Linked DNA regions of Cricetulus griseus: region 2 is linked to region 1. A link is a contact called in public Micro-C data. All regions are on one chromosome and are shown on one strand. Each heading gives the region's core, a stretch centred on a gene start, on an enhancer-like site or on the middle of the called end of the contact. The rest is flanking DNA. Distances are from core to core; before and after follow the strand shown.

Region 1 (7,131 bases), core at 3,228-5,727:
AAAGTAAGGTGTAGGTGATTTTTATTTTAATACTGCAATGAGCTTTTATTCACATTCCCTGTCAATCATGATCTTTCATGAGAACTTACTAATTGTGAATCACCATGCATTTCCAACCCAGCCTTCTGGTTCATCTTTTAGTCTGGAACTTTTCTTTCTTAAAACCAACAAACGAAATTAACCCACCAAACGTGTTTCAAAGCCTCCCTCTGTTGCAAGAAAAATCTTAATAGATTGCCAATGACTTGCACTCAGGGCAACCAAACTGACAACAAAAATTGATGCTGAAGAGTGAATGTCACCAGAGAGCACTAATGTGGGGGCAAATAAAATCTTTGTTTCAATTAACTAGAAATGTATTAGATATTCAGATAGTTTTTCCAATTAGGAGATTAAAAGATGTGTTTCTCTTTCTTCAAAGGAAATTTGCTAAGGATAAAGGATGTCTGCTGAACACTTACCTCCTGTGATAAAGTAAAATAACAGCCAAAATTTTGTTTTAAAATGGAATGTTGTAGGTTTCTAAGAACAGTGTATAATGGTAAAGAACAGTATTTATAACAAGTGTGATTATTTTAAATAAAGTCACAATTTTTTGTTTCACATTTCCCATAATGCATATTGTATTTATATAGCACTTGTCTTCTGAGGAACTTAGAAGGCCTGTGAGCTTCTAAATATCATGTACTATGACCATACCAAAGAAGGCTCTTCTACTACATCAGCAGGTTCATGCATGAGAGGACAATGGGGGTGGGGTGGGGGGAAGAACAACTGTAAAACAGCCACCTCCAAACAGGAAATCATCTTCATTTGATCAGATTCATCACTGCTTTGGGAGTTGATAGAAAAAAAAATAAAAATAAAAACCAATGAGCCTACAGAGTTCCTGAATCTTCAATAATGCACAAATTTTAACTGTTCAATTATCAGGTGGCAAAGAAATATCCTTGTAATACAGGCTCTATCAGTACTGTACAATACACACACACACACACACACACACACACACACACACACACACACACACACAAACCTGTCATCAATATCTCATTTCTATTATTTATGAGGTATCTTTACTGTTTTTGGCAGACTAACATTTTCATTATTCTTTGAAAATAATGGCTGGCAGCCAGTTTGTAAACACCACATAAACACTTAACATGTTTAATGAAACTCTAAGTACCATAGCCTTTTACTCAGGTAATTATAGGAACAGAAATATTACCCATAAATAATGAAGACTATTTCACAAAATAAGCTATACAGAGCTGAAGGTCCTAAACCCCCATATTCTGACTAGACTATATAACCAATTCTGAATAACAAACAGATTCACATAGTTTTGAAAAATTCTGAATTCAACAGCAAGAAGTAGTCTGCAAAAGAGTTTATCACTTAAGGTACGAGCTACTCTACTTAAAAATAGCAAAGTGTAAGTTTTATTTCAAATGTAAAATCCTGTAGACATGAATCACTTAAAAGGAAAACAGGTCCTGAAGTTTACTGATGCAAGTGTCCTCCTATTTTAAGTTGGGGAATAATGGCTAAATTTAAGTTCCTTTATTTACTGACTTGGAGACAGATTAATGGAATTTACTGTTTACCGTAACTGGCCAATGCGGACAGGGGGCGGGGGATTAGAGATGTCTAGAAAAGTAAAGGACAACAAGAATATTAATGAAGAATTGCTATAATTTATATCTAAATATAGTTTTTTTCCTTATGGGGGTATATACACTTCCATCGTGCTCAGGGCTTAGCCTTTTTAAAAAAGCCCTCAAATTCTTAAAATACTGAGCATAAAAACCCAATAATTACTTATGACACTTGTTCCTAGATACAAATATTTATCTCTGGTCATTTATTTAAGCTTAAATGCAGTCATGGTAATTTTAAAAATACATTCTTTGGTCCACTTTGAATTTTTTAAAAAATATTCTCATGACTCTGACTTCTGATTTGTGACCTCTGAAAATATTTTGTGTTTTAAAATATTTTATTCTAGAATATTTTAAGATACTTCATTTTCACACATTTGTTGCCACTTCAGCTCACACTTGGCTCTAAAATTCCACGGAGCAACTTCATTCAGTTTTAATATTATTTCTGTCGTAACAACGTCATTAGTCTATACAAAGTGGCAGCTGTGAGGCGTTTACCGTAAAGAACTCTTTACTATTGCCAGCTTCACAACGCTGAACACCATTAACTTGGGGACCTTTAATAGTCTGGCCCTGTAATAATTTTAATTCTATTGAAGCCCTAAAAGAATCCACCATTTCAGCACTATCGTGTCAATGTATATAAGACACTGCTCCAGTTTGGTCTCAGGTCTGCTGACTAATGATTTCTCATCTGAACCAAGACCATTCAGTATCATTGCCTTTAATCCTCGCTTCAAAATACCAAACTTGAACACATCAGGCTTCTTTTCAGACTCTTTATTGATTTTTTTTTTAAACAATCCAGTCTGTTGGATCTCAATGCAGTTTATAAAAAAAAAAAAAAAACAAAAACAAAAAACGGAAAAACCCTTAGGTCAGTTTCCTATAAACTGCAATCAAAAAGTAATTTAGTTTGTCAAAGAAGTTATCTGAAGTTGCAATTTTTCTTTAATATGCAGAACAGTAAAATGTAAGCATGCTCTCGGATGCAGGCGCACCTGTGCACTAGGTTCTATGGAAGAGCTTGCTAAGGTCTGCAGGCAGTTTAGGGATGCAATTATTTTCTCCATAGTTTATGTAGATGAGGATGAAACTCATATTTATGAAAAAAGTATTTTTCTCAAAAAACTTGAGGCAGCTTCCGTTGAATGCTATCTGTGCTACAACTTGAACTGAATAAAGGAAGAGTCCATGTCCATGCTGGAACTTTTGGGGGAAAAAAAATCCCTCCGCAGGCATCGAGGAGTACTGAAAGGAAAAGGGTAAATAAACACTGTATGCACAGTTGTTCATGTTCTTACATTAACAGAACACACCAAGAGTTTTACATAACAAGGAAGCAAAATCCCTTCACTGCTTTCAGTCAAAGTCATTGGTGTCCATGGTGGAGGGTGGAAGTGGAGCAAGCCTAGTAAAGAAAGAACAAAAAAACAAAACAAAACATAAAAACTTGAAGTCTACACCTCATGCAGAGCTGTCCTTGACCAGTCCTGCTTCTCAGACATCCGAGTTGGAACTGAGGTTTGTTAACCTGGGGTCCGCATTGATTTCGTATCTGTAATGATACCCTTCCATGTGATCCCTGCAGGCATCTCTGATGTTATGCATCCACTTTTTAATGCCTTTACGGTTCAAATACAAAACGAGGAGGAAAATAGCGCCTATCAGAGCTAAAACAATACCTAGGAAGACATAGGAAGTCTGCAGGGATGGGGGAAGGATAGCGTCACAGTCCAGGTCAGAGCTGTTGAGGTCCAAGAGGGCACGATTCCTCATTTTTTCTGGGAATGCACAGGTGAGCCTGGCTTTATCCGGCACCACCTCTGTCTCTTTAAGCCAGGCCACCATGTCAGCCATGTAGCAGTCGCAAACCCAGGGATTGTTGTCCAGGTACACCTTGACATGAGCCAGGCCTTGCCATTCGGCCAAAGTGGAGTTGTGAAGGACCTTGAGGGCGTTGTCCTCCAAGTGGAGTTTTTCGAGGTGTGTCAGGTTGCGAAAGGATGCATAGGTCAGGCTCACCAGGGAGTTGTTCCGAAGGTCCAGGTGCTTGAGACTGGGCAGCTGGGCTAGTAAGTCCCGAGGCAGGTAAAGGAAGTGATTGCTGGCCAGCTCCAGGTGATGAAGCCCTTGCAGCGCAAGGCCTGAGCGCAGGGCAGCTGCCACCATGCCCTCGAAGGCCACCATGCCCTCGAAGCTTCCATTCTGCCGCTGATCCTCAGGGGGCACGATGTGGTTCAGGATCAGCTCCACCAGGGAGCTGGGGGCCGAGACGCTGGCGTTGCTGCCCGCAAAGGCGAAGGCGCTGAGGTTGGTGAGAGGGTTGTGGCTGAGGTCGAGGTGGCGCAGGCCCGGCAGATGGTCGAAGGCACCCGCACACACCTCCTTCAGGTGGTTGCCACTTAGGTTGAGCGTTTCCAGGTCCACCAGAGGCGGCCGCCGGGCGAAAGCGCCAGCCGGGAGGACCGTCATCTGGTTGCCGGTGAGGAAGAGGTTGCGAACATAAGAAGGCAGATCCCCGGGCACCTCCATCAGGTTGCGGTTAACGCATTTGACTGTACGCGCCGCCTCGGAGCACTCGCACGCCGCGGGGCATCGCTCGGCTGGTGGAGGCTGCACAGACCCCGAGGCCAGGAAGGCCACCGGGGAGGTGGAAGACGAGGGTACCGAAGAGCTGGGAGCCGAGGCGGAGACCCAACCCAGCAGCACCAGTGCCAGCCGTGCCAGCCGCAGCCGCCCGTCCCCGGCGGCCGGGCCCCGGGAGCCCGCCCCAGGCATCGCGGCTCGCAGCTCTCCGGAGCTGGGACGGCGCCCGCTCCGAAGGCTCGACCGGCTGGGCCCAGCGGACGCGAGCCGCCGCAAGCGTCGGCTGCAAACTTTCCTCGCGTGGGAGTCAAGGGGGTGGGGGACACACCAAAGCTGGAACTTGGCTTACCCCGCGCCACCGGGCGTTCCCCTCCCGGAGCGGCTCCCCGCCCTTCCCTCCAGCGAGTACGCACGGCCGGTAGCGACTCGGGCCTCAGCGCTCCTCCTCCCGTCGCCGCTGGGGTGGCACCTCCTCGACTCTTTTGTTGGCGCCTTTCGCAAGGCAGGAGAGGATGAGCGACCTGGGACAAGCGGGAGAGAAGTGTGAGGACAGCCGCAGCGCCCCGAGTACGAGCCAAGTTGTCCCCACATTCCCCACCCGGCCCCAGCCTCCGCGTGCGCCCTTCCCCACCGTAGGACGCGATCCCCACTCCCGGGCACTAAGCCTGCCTCTTCCGGGCTCACATCTGTACCAGAGCCACCTCCCGCCTTGCTCCTGCCGGGATCGCACTCTTCTCTCGCCTAGAACTTTTCGCAGAGCCCTCTGGGCCCTACGAGCAAAGTTCTCCGGTCCCCAGCTCCCCGCTCCTACCGCCCCCGCCGACCACCTGCCTTCCGGGGTCCCCGCCCCCGCCGCTCCTCCCCGCCCAGGTTGGGATGAGAGCGAAGTTTCTGGTTACGCGACTCTTTCCATCTCTTTTCGTACCTTCTTGGATTAGTGGGGAAAGGAGTGCGGAGCCATACAGCTGTCGCCCACTCCCAACTCCCCAGTTCGTTGGCCCTCCAGCCCCTCAGATCCCAAGGGATTTCAGACGTCTCCAGAAAGGGGGAGGGAACCCGCCACAAAGCGGCCGTGGGACCGTGGGCGGGTTGGCAGCCAGGACCCCCAGCTCCTCCCACTCCCCAGTGTGCAAAGAAGCCCCGGTCCCGCCCCCAGGATCCTGCCCTGGCCGCTGGGTCCCCGCCGCTCACCTCCGCGCCCGGCGCCTCTGAAGCCAACTCCGAGTCCCCGCGCCTCCCGGTCTCCCGCTGCGGGCGCCGACACTCCTTGCACCCTAGCCCCTAGCCCAACCTCCACGACTGGGAAAAACCAAGCCGGGGGGCGGGGGAGGGCCGGGGCTGCTGGACAGATTGCGATCGCGCAGCCCACCTCGGTGGCCCGATGGGGGCTTTAAAGAGGGAGACCAGGGGGATCGGGGCTGCGCGCCTTCTCCTGGCGGAGATAAACGAGCCACGCGTCCGGGAACCGTGAGGGGTTCCCCTTCTGATCCCCCTCCCTGGCATCCTTTGGTGGCTCCGTATTTTGCACAGCGTATTTACCTTGGACAGAAACAAAACGGCTGGAGGATGTCTTGGAATTCACGCTGCTTCGGGCATCGCTGGCAGTGCTGAGATGGATTTCAGCGTGACCCACATCAACGCAAAGCAGCAGTAGAAAGGAACGAGCTGCACACGTTACATCCGCCGCGGCAAACGCCCGGGTTGTGAGGGAGATTCAGAAAGTGTCCTCTCGCGTGGCTCGGTTAGGCTGGCAACTTCAGATTCAGGAGTAGTTAGTTAATGCCTTCCTACCTGTGCCACCCCCGCACGCCTTGGGTAGTTATGAAACTTGTGAAGAGAGTCAACTTTAAGGTGGGGGAGGGTTAGTAGCAAGGACAGTCATTCTTGATTCATTTTGAGGTTTTTTTTTTTTTCTCTCCTCTCAAAATTAAAACCAGAGGGAAGAAAACGGCAGCTAAAACACCCCAGAAATAAAGGCAAATAGCAAAGACGTGAGTCACCCGGAAAGCTCCCTCCACCAGATTCGGTGCGTTGTGTCAGCACAAGTCACTTACGCAGGGAGCGCTCGCGGCGGGAGGTGGGCGGGCTGACCTAGGAAAGAAGTTTGTCCCAAAGTCTGTCTCCCAGGGGGCGCTGGCAGGCGCCGGGTGATGGATTAGGGAAAGGACTGGAATGCTTAGAAGACTAATGTCATTAAATCGGGGAGATCCGGAGTTCTGAAAGCCCTGACGTTGCTCTCTCAAAAACTCTGTATCTTCTTTTCCCCAGTCAAATAATTTTCCCCCGATGTAAAAGGTGTGGGTTATTCCAGTCTTGTTCATTTTACAGAGAAAATGACAGAAGAAACATGGCTGGGAAAACGAAGACCAGTAAAAACAAAAGGGATCACATTAACTATGTTAGGGATTGTTTCCACAGCATGCACCATTGCTGTGGTGGTCCAGTTCTGAATCTGTGGCTGATTCCTTCTGTGGAAAGAGAGTTTACACAAACACCAGCCAAAATGGCCCGGGGGGTGGGGGGGAGCTGCAGAACCTGGAGACTGCAGACATTTGTGCAAAAAGACAGTTTCATTAATTTGCATCTTCAGCACATTTATCTAAATCCTTTTCTCTTATGTTTAAGTGTTTCTGCAATATAAATGTGAAAAGCGTTTGCGGGGGGGGGGGGGGGGGGGAAACCGACTCAGAAGCTGAAGTCCTATTCTATATGGCAATCATGGAGATGGTTACATAAATGCATACATGTGCTAAAACTCAGAAGACTGTCCACCGAAAAAGGCAATTTTACTGCCTAGTTTTTGTAATAAAGTAAATGGCATGGGAAGGGTTTTTCTGGTCCTCTGGCATGGTCTTAAATCTGATTCTGTCAAAAGAGC
Region 2 (7,131 bases), core at 2,770-5,269, 560 kb before region 1:
GTGGAATTGAGAGTTTACCACTATTTTGTGTCTAGATTTCTTTCTTTCAAACACACAGTTACTCCAAAGAGTTTTGTCTGGACCATAGCGCAGAAGAGAAACCCTGTTTCAAAAAGAAAGGAAGGAAGGAAGGCAGGCAGGCAGAAGGAAAGAAGGAAGGAAGGAAGGAAGGCAGGCAGAAGGAAAGAAGGAAGGAAGGAAGGAAGGAAGGAAGGAAGGAAGGAAAGTTTTGACAAGTATTTTTGTGTATACAAGCTTTAAACCACTTATAAGGAGCACACTATTGTGAGAATGCTGTGCATTTCACTATGTGTCAATATTTAAGCATTCTACATTAAGTGTTAAAAGTGGAAGATGACAATTGTCCTTCAAATAAATGAGGTGACACCAAAGAGTAGTTTTTGTTTGTTTGTTTGTTTGTTGTTTTTTGTTTTTAGAGACAGGTTTCTCTGTGGCTTTGGAGGTTGTCCTGGAACTAGCTCTTGTAGACCAGGCTGGTCTCAAACTCACAGAGATCTGCCTGCCTCTGCCTCCCGAGTGCTGGGATTAAAGGCGTGCGCTACCACTACCCAGCTTATTTTATTTAAAGCTATTATTCCCACCTGTGATTTCAAATTGTTGGGATGAAATGGGAATTCATGTAACATGATCCACATGAAGCACCTCAAAGAGTAATTAGAAAACTGGTCTGATGTTACTGTTCTTCAATATACTGAGGATTGTTTTGTTTTGAGGTAGGGTCTTGCCACATAGCCTTGGATGGCCCTGCACTCACTATATAGTCCAAACTGGACTTGAACTTGCAGCAATCCTCCTGCCTCAGCCTCCTTAATACTGGGATTACAGGTATACACCATAATGATTGGCTTAAAGAACTTGTTTAGAAATGCTTCAGGTTTGGTGTGTGGTAATTATAACTATGAAATTATGAAATGGAACAACAATAAATTGGATTTCTGTCTTGGCTAGTTTTATGTCAACCTGACACAAAGTAGAGTCGCCTGAAAGAAAGGAACCTTGATTGAGACAATGCCTCCATAAGATCCAGCTGCAAGGCATTTTCTTAGTGATTGACTGGCAAGGACCCAACCCATGGTGGGTGGTGCTATCTCTGGTCTAATGGCCCTGGGTCCTATAAGAAAGGAGACTGCTTATGGTTTACACGACGTCCTATCAACAGATTTCTGGTGTCCAACAAATTCAGTTTTCGTGATCTGAAGAAATTATGGAACCAGGCTGGGCTGTGGAGAGACTCCAACCAAGTCTGGAACAGGCATTGGGAGGAAGTGAGGGCAAAGACTCCTCTGTGTAAAATAAGTAGCTGTAATGTAGCTTCCTGACACTTGGCTAATTGAGGTGTTAATTCTGACTTGAAAATCTTTTTCATAAATGATTTTAAAGAAAAAATTGGATTTTAAAGGTATTAAAATATTTTTGTTTTTTGTTTTTTTTTTTTTTTAAAAAAAAGAAAGCAGACTGCAAAGTCCTGGGAGCAAGCCAGTAAGCAGCACCCTTCGATGGCTCCTGCATCAGCTCCTGCCTCCAGGATTCTGCCCTGTTTGAGTTTCTATTCTTTCAATGAGCAGTACTGTGGAAGTATAGACTAAATAAACCCTTTCCTCTCCAAGTTTCTTTAGTCATGGCTGTAAGCATTTCAACAGGTTGGATTGAAAGACTTAAAAATTAGCAAAGAAATATAGCCCAGAAACTGACCAAGGCCACTACTATGACTTAGTGCCTGGAATTTACCAACCACCAGCAATTACTCCCTTACAAGGCCATAAGATAGCTGGGTACCAGCACAGGAAGATTTGGTGGACTTTGCAGAGCCCCTGTTAAGGGCCCTACCCTGCCTGGGGAGTGGTGGGTGGATGGAGTGGGGGGGTGGGCTGGGGTGGGGGAGGAGGGATGGGGGTGAGGGGGGGAGAGGAGAAGGGACTTACATGTGAAACAAGCTTGTTCCCTAACTGGAACTAATAAATAAATTAAAAAAAAAAAAGATAACTGGGTACCAAGAATTCCCAGATGGCTACCCTCCCCTGAGGGGCTCACTGGCCAATGTGTCAACAATTAACAATTTACTCAGGCAAGTTTAGTTAGCACATCCTGAGGTCTTCGGGTTTACAACTGGTGGGTCAGGAGGCCATCTGATTCCCAGCCCTCCCCTCAAGACAAAGGGCCTCCTAGGAACCTGTGACTCTGGTCACGTACTCAACAGCTGTGGCTTTTGCCTTTAAAACCGGCAGTGCCTAGAGGTCGGGGCGGCCCTGGAGCCAAACTTGCGTGCTGAGGAGGCCCGTTTGACAAATGTTCACCTTTCATTAATGCCTCTTGCTGTTTGCATCAAGTTTCTGCCTCCTCATGGTGATTGAGGTGCCCGAGGTCCTGGGATGAGATCCTGGGGGCCTGAGTCTCTGGGGGCCTTTCAGGATCAGCAAGGATTCTGGCACTCAGGAGCCAAAGAGTATTGAGTATTACAACTAGGTTGGAAAGGTATTCTGGCAATCTGGAGCCAAGGAATACCACAGGTCACAGTAAATGTAGTAGCTTACAACCCTGCTTCAGGGAAAGGTTTTCCCAGTGTAACAGCTCTGCTCGATCCAGCAGGGGAGGGCTTCCTGGTGAAGTTGTTACAGCTAAACTCCAGTCTTTTGGAGTGTAACAACTCTGCTTCACTAGGGGAAGGTTTCCCCAGCTAAAGTGTTATAGCCCTGCTCCACTTGCTCTGCTCTACTTTGCTCTGGCTCTAGCAAAAGTTGTTTCTCTCCTCCACTCCATTCCGGCAAAGGAAGGTCTCACCCAAACCTCATTTAAGAGATTTATCAAGAGGGAAGAATCCAGGAGAGTGGCTGCTTCTGCCACGATGGAAGAGGACCAGCAGGACAGACCCACAAGCACAAGCTGAACAGACACGGGGTTTATATAGGGCTTCTTTGAGGCAGAGTTTTTCCAGGGAGATTTCCAGGGTGGAGATTGGTCAGATTTCATTCCCTGAGCTGAGATTGGCTAGATCTTGTGCTCAGGGATTGGTTTTCTGCTCAGGTTCAGGGTCAGATTTGGCTCTGGTTTCAGGGCCAAAGTGTGATTCCTTCACTGGTCCTTTTCAGCCTTTTGGTTCTAATTTTATTTCTTCTGTATTTCTTTCACTGGCTCTGATTCTAGGGCCAAAGTGTGTTTCTTTTGGCTCTGCTCAGGGTGTGTTTCTTTGGCTGGCCTTTTCCCCCTACATTGGTGTTTCATAATAGCAACAGTAACCCTAAGACAATTTCCTTTATACAAGCTATCATTGATTTAAGTAACAACCTTTTATTTTTAAAGAAATCCTATTGAAATTCCATGGCCTGATACATTTGTTTACACCATACCATATCCTTTACTGTGTCAAACTTTGAAAATGTGTCTTGTAGTAGCAATGAAATTATAACTTCGCTGAGTCTTTTATTTCTGCAGTATAGTGGGGGCGTACATCAGCAATTACTCATTTTCGTTTTGCTTCTCTAAAGTTATATGAATGATTAGTCCCTCAATACAAGCTACTAGACTCTACCCACTGTGTTTTCATGGCTTACAGAGACCTTACGTCTTTTGCAACTGTTTCAGTCTTGGAGCTATCCTGTAAAGCGAATGCAATACCCCATCGATCTTTGACATTTTGGTTACAATGGACACGGAAGCTAATAAACAGTCCTAGTTCCAAAAAGAGGAGACTCAGATAAAGTGGGCTTTGGGGCGGCCATTCAGCTCTGGAAATGGAGAAAGTACCCATCTCTACTGTTTCTGCTCCATTATCTTCCTCATTCCTACCCAAGCCATCCAGAGGAATCCCTCCCGGCCCCCAAGTTTGATCTTTCTGCTCATTTCAGGGAGAGAAGTGCTCAGATCAAGCCCTCCCTCATCCTGTTCTGTTCTCTGTTCTGGCTCTGTTCTCTGTTCCCCTGTGCTGCAAGAGCAGGGTTGGCGGGAGGTGCACTCCAGGGTCCGCGCCTCAGCAGTGCGTTCTCCGCCCGCAAGGCGGCGCTGTAGCCGACAGGATCCCGCCCGGCCACCGCCTGGGAGCCGCCTGCGACACGTGCTCCCACTCTGTCCGGGTTCTGGTAACTGCGGGCTCGGTCTCGTGTGCGGGCCTCAGTGGGCCATGGCGGTGGCTGCGGCGGAAACGCGCGTGTTCCTGGAAGTGCGGAGACGGCTGCAGAGCGCGCTGCTAATCCTGGGGTAAGGGCGGAGGCGCCGGTGCGCGGGACCGCGTGTGCGAGCCATGCTCGCGACCGAGGCGCCGGTGCACGTGCGCGAGACGGGAACGCGGAGGCGCGGGACGGCGGGGCGAGCGCGAGCGGCCTTAGGCGCGCGCGCGCGAGACAATGTGCGCGTGCGCTGGACGGGATCGGGTGGCGAACTGAGATCTTTATGTTTGCCTGGCAAGCGCTTTAGCCACTGGCCGGTTTCCCCAGCCTGTGTGCAAACTTTTGATTTCATATTTACTACACAAACAAGAAACCTGGCGGGGAAATAGACTTTTTTAGATTACGGTTAGCAGTTTTAATGTTTTAATGATCTCTTCATAGGTTTTGCCTATTTCTCTGTGACAAGTGTTTCAAACAGACATAGGTCTGAAAATGTGTTCTGGAGCAGCATATCTATCTCTGTATCTCTATATCTGTATATCTGAATTTCCTCAGTTTTACGATTGGGATTGAGTCTAGGCTCAGTGCAACTCATTTGCCTAGCATGTACAGGCTCTGAGATCTCTCCCTAGTATGGGGGTGAAGGGTGAAGTGCTAGATAAAGGAGTGGGGTCATAATTTCAAACAGATATCTTTAAGCTCTGTCCATCTTGTTTGGTAATTAAGAGTACAAACATTCCCAAATACAACCCCTTACCCCCCACACAAACAAACAAACAAAAACCCTGTAAGCAAGTTAAGAAACTTACTTTGCTAGACAGCTTATTTGTCTCTGTTTGACCTTTGACTTCTAGCACCAGTCACTTCCCCTGCACTAGTAACAACCGTGTTCTTCATTCAGCCATTCCACACAATGTCACTGTTTCTGGACCTGTGTTGACACATGTATTAGTCAGGGTTCTCTAGAGCAACAATTTATTGAATGAATCTCTATATATAGAAAGGGGATTTATTACAATGACTTAACAGGCTGCAGTCCAACTAATTCAACAATGGCTGCCTATGTATGAATGGAAAGTCCAAAAAATCCAGTAGTTGCTCGGTTCGTGAGGCTAGATAGCTCAGCTGGTCTTCAGTATACTTAGGAATCCCAAAGAAGTAGGCTCTAACCCCAGTGAAGGGATGAACTTGAGAGCCAGGGCAACTAAGCAAAGAGCAAAGAACTTCCTTCTTCGGTGTTCCTTCCAGCAGAATGTGTGGCCCAGATTAGAGGTGGCTTATCCCAGCTCAGATCTGGATAAAGGCACATCTACCTCAAAGGTCTGGATTAGAAATGAATCTTCCTACTTCAAATTAAGCAAAAATCTCTCACAGGTGTGTACTCCATTTTGGAATTTTAGGTTCATTCCAGATGTAGCCAAGTTGACATAGCTTTCACAGCATGCATTGGGTTTTGTTTCTGCTTTCCCCAGCATTTTTTTTTTTTTTTTGAGAGACCATCAAAGACTAGTATAAGTTACTATGTAAACCAGGTTGGCTTTGAACACACAGAGATCTGCCTGCCTCTGCCTCCGCAGCATTGGGAACCTTCAACAGGGCTGTGAGATTCATGGTTCATCTGTGTTGTTGCTTATATTAGTATTCCTTTCCTGTGACTTACTGAGTAATTTTCCATTGTCTGGATATTCCACAAACTCATTCTTCTATTGCTGGATGTTTTGTTTATTTTCAGAAAGTGTTTACTATGAGTCAGCTGCATTAGATTTGCTTTATAAGATTTGTGTGTGTGTGTGTGTGTGTGTGTGTGTGTGTGTGTGTGTGTGTGTGTGTGTGATGGGAGCTGGGTATTGGAACTAGGCAAATGCATTTGCCACTGAGCCACACCCCCAGCCTTGTTTAATGTCTTGTCTTATTATGACATGTATACCCTTGGATTAATACTTAAGGGTGAAATTAGGAAATATCCTACATTATCCTGCAATGTAGGATAGAGGTGCCCAGTTCTTTGTGAGAAACTGTCAAACAGTTCTCTCATGTGGCCAATCTTTTTGGTTTGAGCCATTTTAATGGGGATGAGGAATTATTTTATGGTTTATCCTTGGTGACTTAAAATGTTGAGAACTTTTTCGTCTGCTTTTTGATAATCCAAGTGTGTTATTTTGTAAAGTATCTTATGGTTTCTAACTAATAAAAGCAGGTTCATCTCTAGCTAATAAAAACTGGTTAGTCTTGTTGCTAAGTTGAAACAATAGAAAGCCACATGCGTGAGGATTTGTGGATGTCTTCCTGCATCTGTGGCAGACATTTTTGTTTTCCTAATACACAGTGAATATGTCTTATTGGAAAAGGTCTGGGTGGGCCTGAAGTGATTTTGGACCTTTCTAGAGTTTGTAGTATTTGCATAGACTTCTTGAGCATCTCTAGCAAAGTGGTATGGGTCAGAATCATTTTCATTCCAGCGCATTTTGGCCTTTTGGCTTAGGGGTACTCAGTATGTTGTCTTTTGATGAGCAGAAATTTAAATCTTAATAAAAATCCAGTTTCTCAAGTTTTTTTTTTTTCCAGCCTTGTCTAATATCTTAAATCTTTTTCTACCTCGACTTTGTGAATACTTCCCCCGACCCACCCCAGGTTTCTTTTACCTATGTCTCTATTTAGTAATGGGTCTTGCTGTGCTAGCTAGTCCTTGAACTCCTGGGCTTAAAGGGACCCCTCTGCTTGCCTCAGCTTCCAAGTCTCTGGGACCCTAAGCATGACTGACCCTCTGCTTAGCTTTTCTGCATTTGTTTTTAAGGAGGGTTACCACTTTTGTTTCTATCTCTGGTATATTGGATTAATTTTTTGTGTTCACAGTGAAGTAGGAATCAAAGTATTTATTATCTATGGATATCCAGTTGTTCCATGATCTTTAATTATGGCTGTAATTTTCTCATTGGATAGTTCAATATCTGTATGAGAAATCAGTTCACTACACTGTTTGTATGAACATCCCTTCCTGCCTTTATACTTT

Evidence for each region. A called contact is a pair of places that touch in the nucleus more often than the background predicts.
Region 2: a Micro-C map of the CHO-K1 cell line shows a contact between it and region 1, with 2.5 times the contacts expected there. The contact joins the promoter of Ube3d here to the promoter of Tpbg in region 1. A contact is called at or near these places in 3 of 8 Hi-C or Micro-C datasets (the CHO-K1 cell line and fibroblasts).

Annotation. Positions count from the first base shown.
Region 1 is chr4:196,022,516-196,029,646 of CriGri-PICRH-1.0, reverse strand. It overlaps Tpbg (trophoblast glycoprotein), which reads right to left and starts at 4,477. Exons shown (of 1, transcript XM_035443829.1): 1 at 1,154-4,477. The coding sequence starts at 4,445. The coding sequence ends at 3,165.
Region 2 is chr4:196,578,234-196,585,364 of CriGri-PICRH-1.0, reverse strand. It overlaps Ube3d (E3 ubiquitin-protein ligase E3D), which reads left to right and starts at 4,019. Exons shown (of 8, transcript XR_004769708.1): 1 at 4,019-4,212.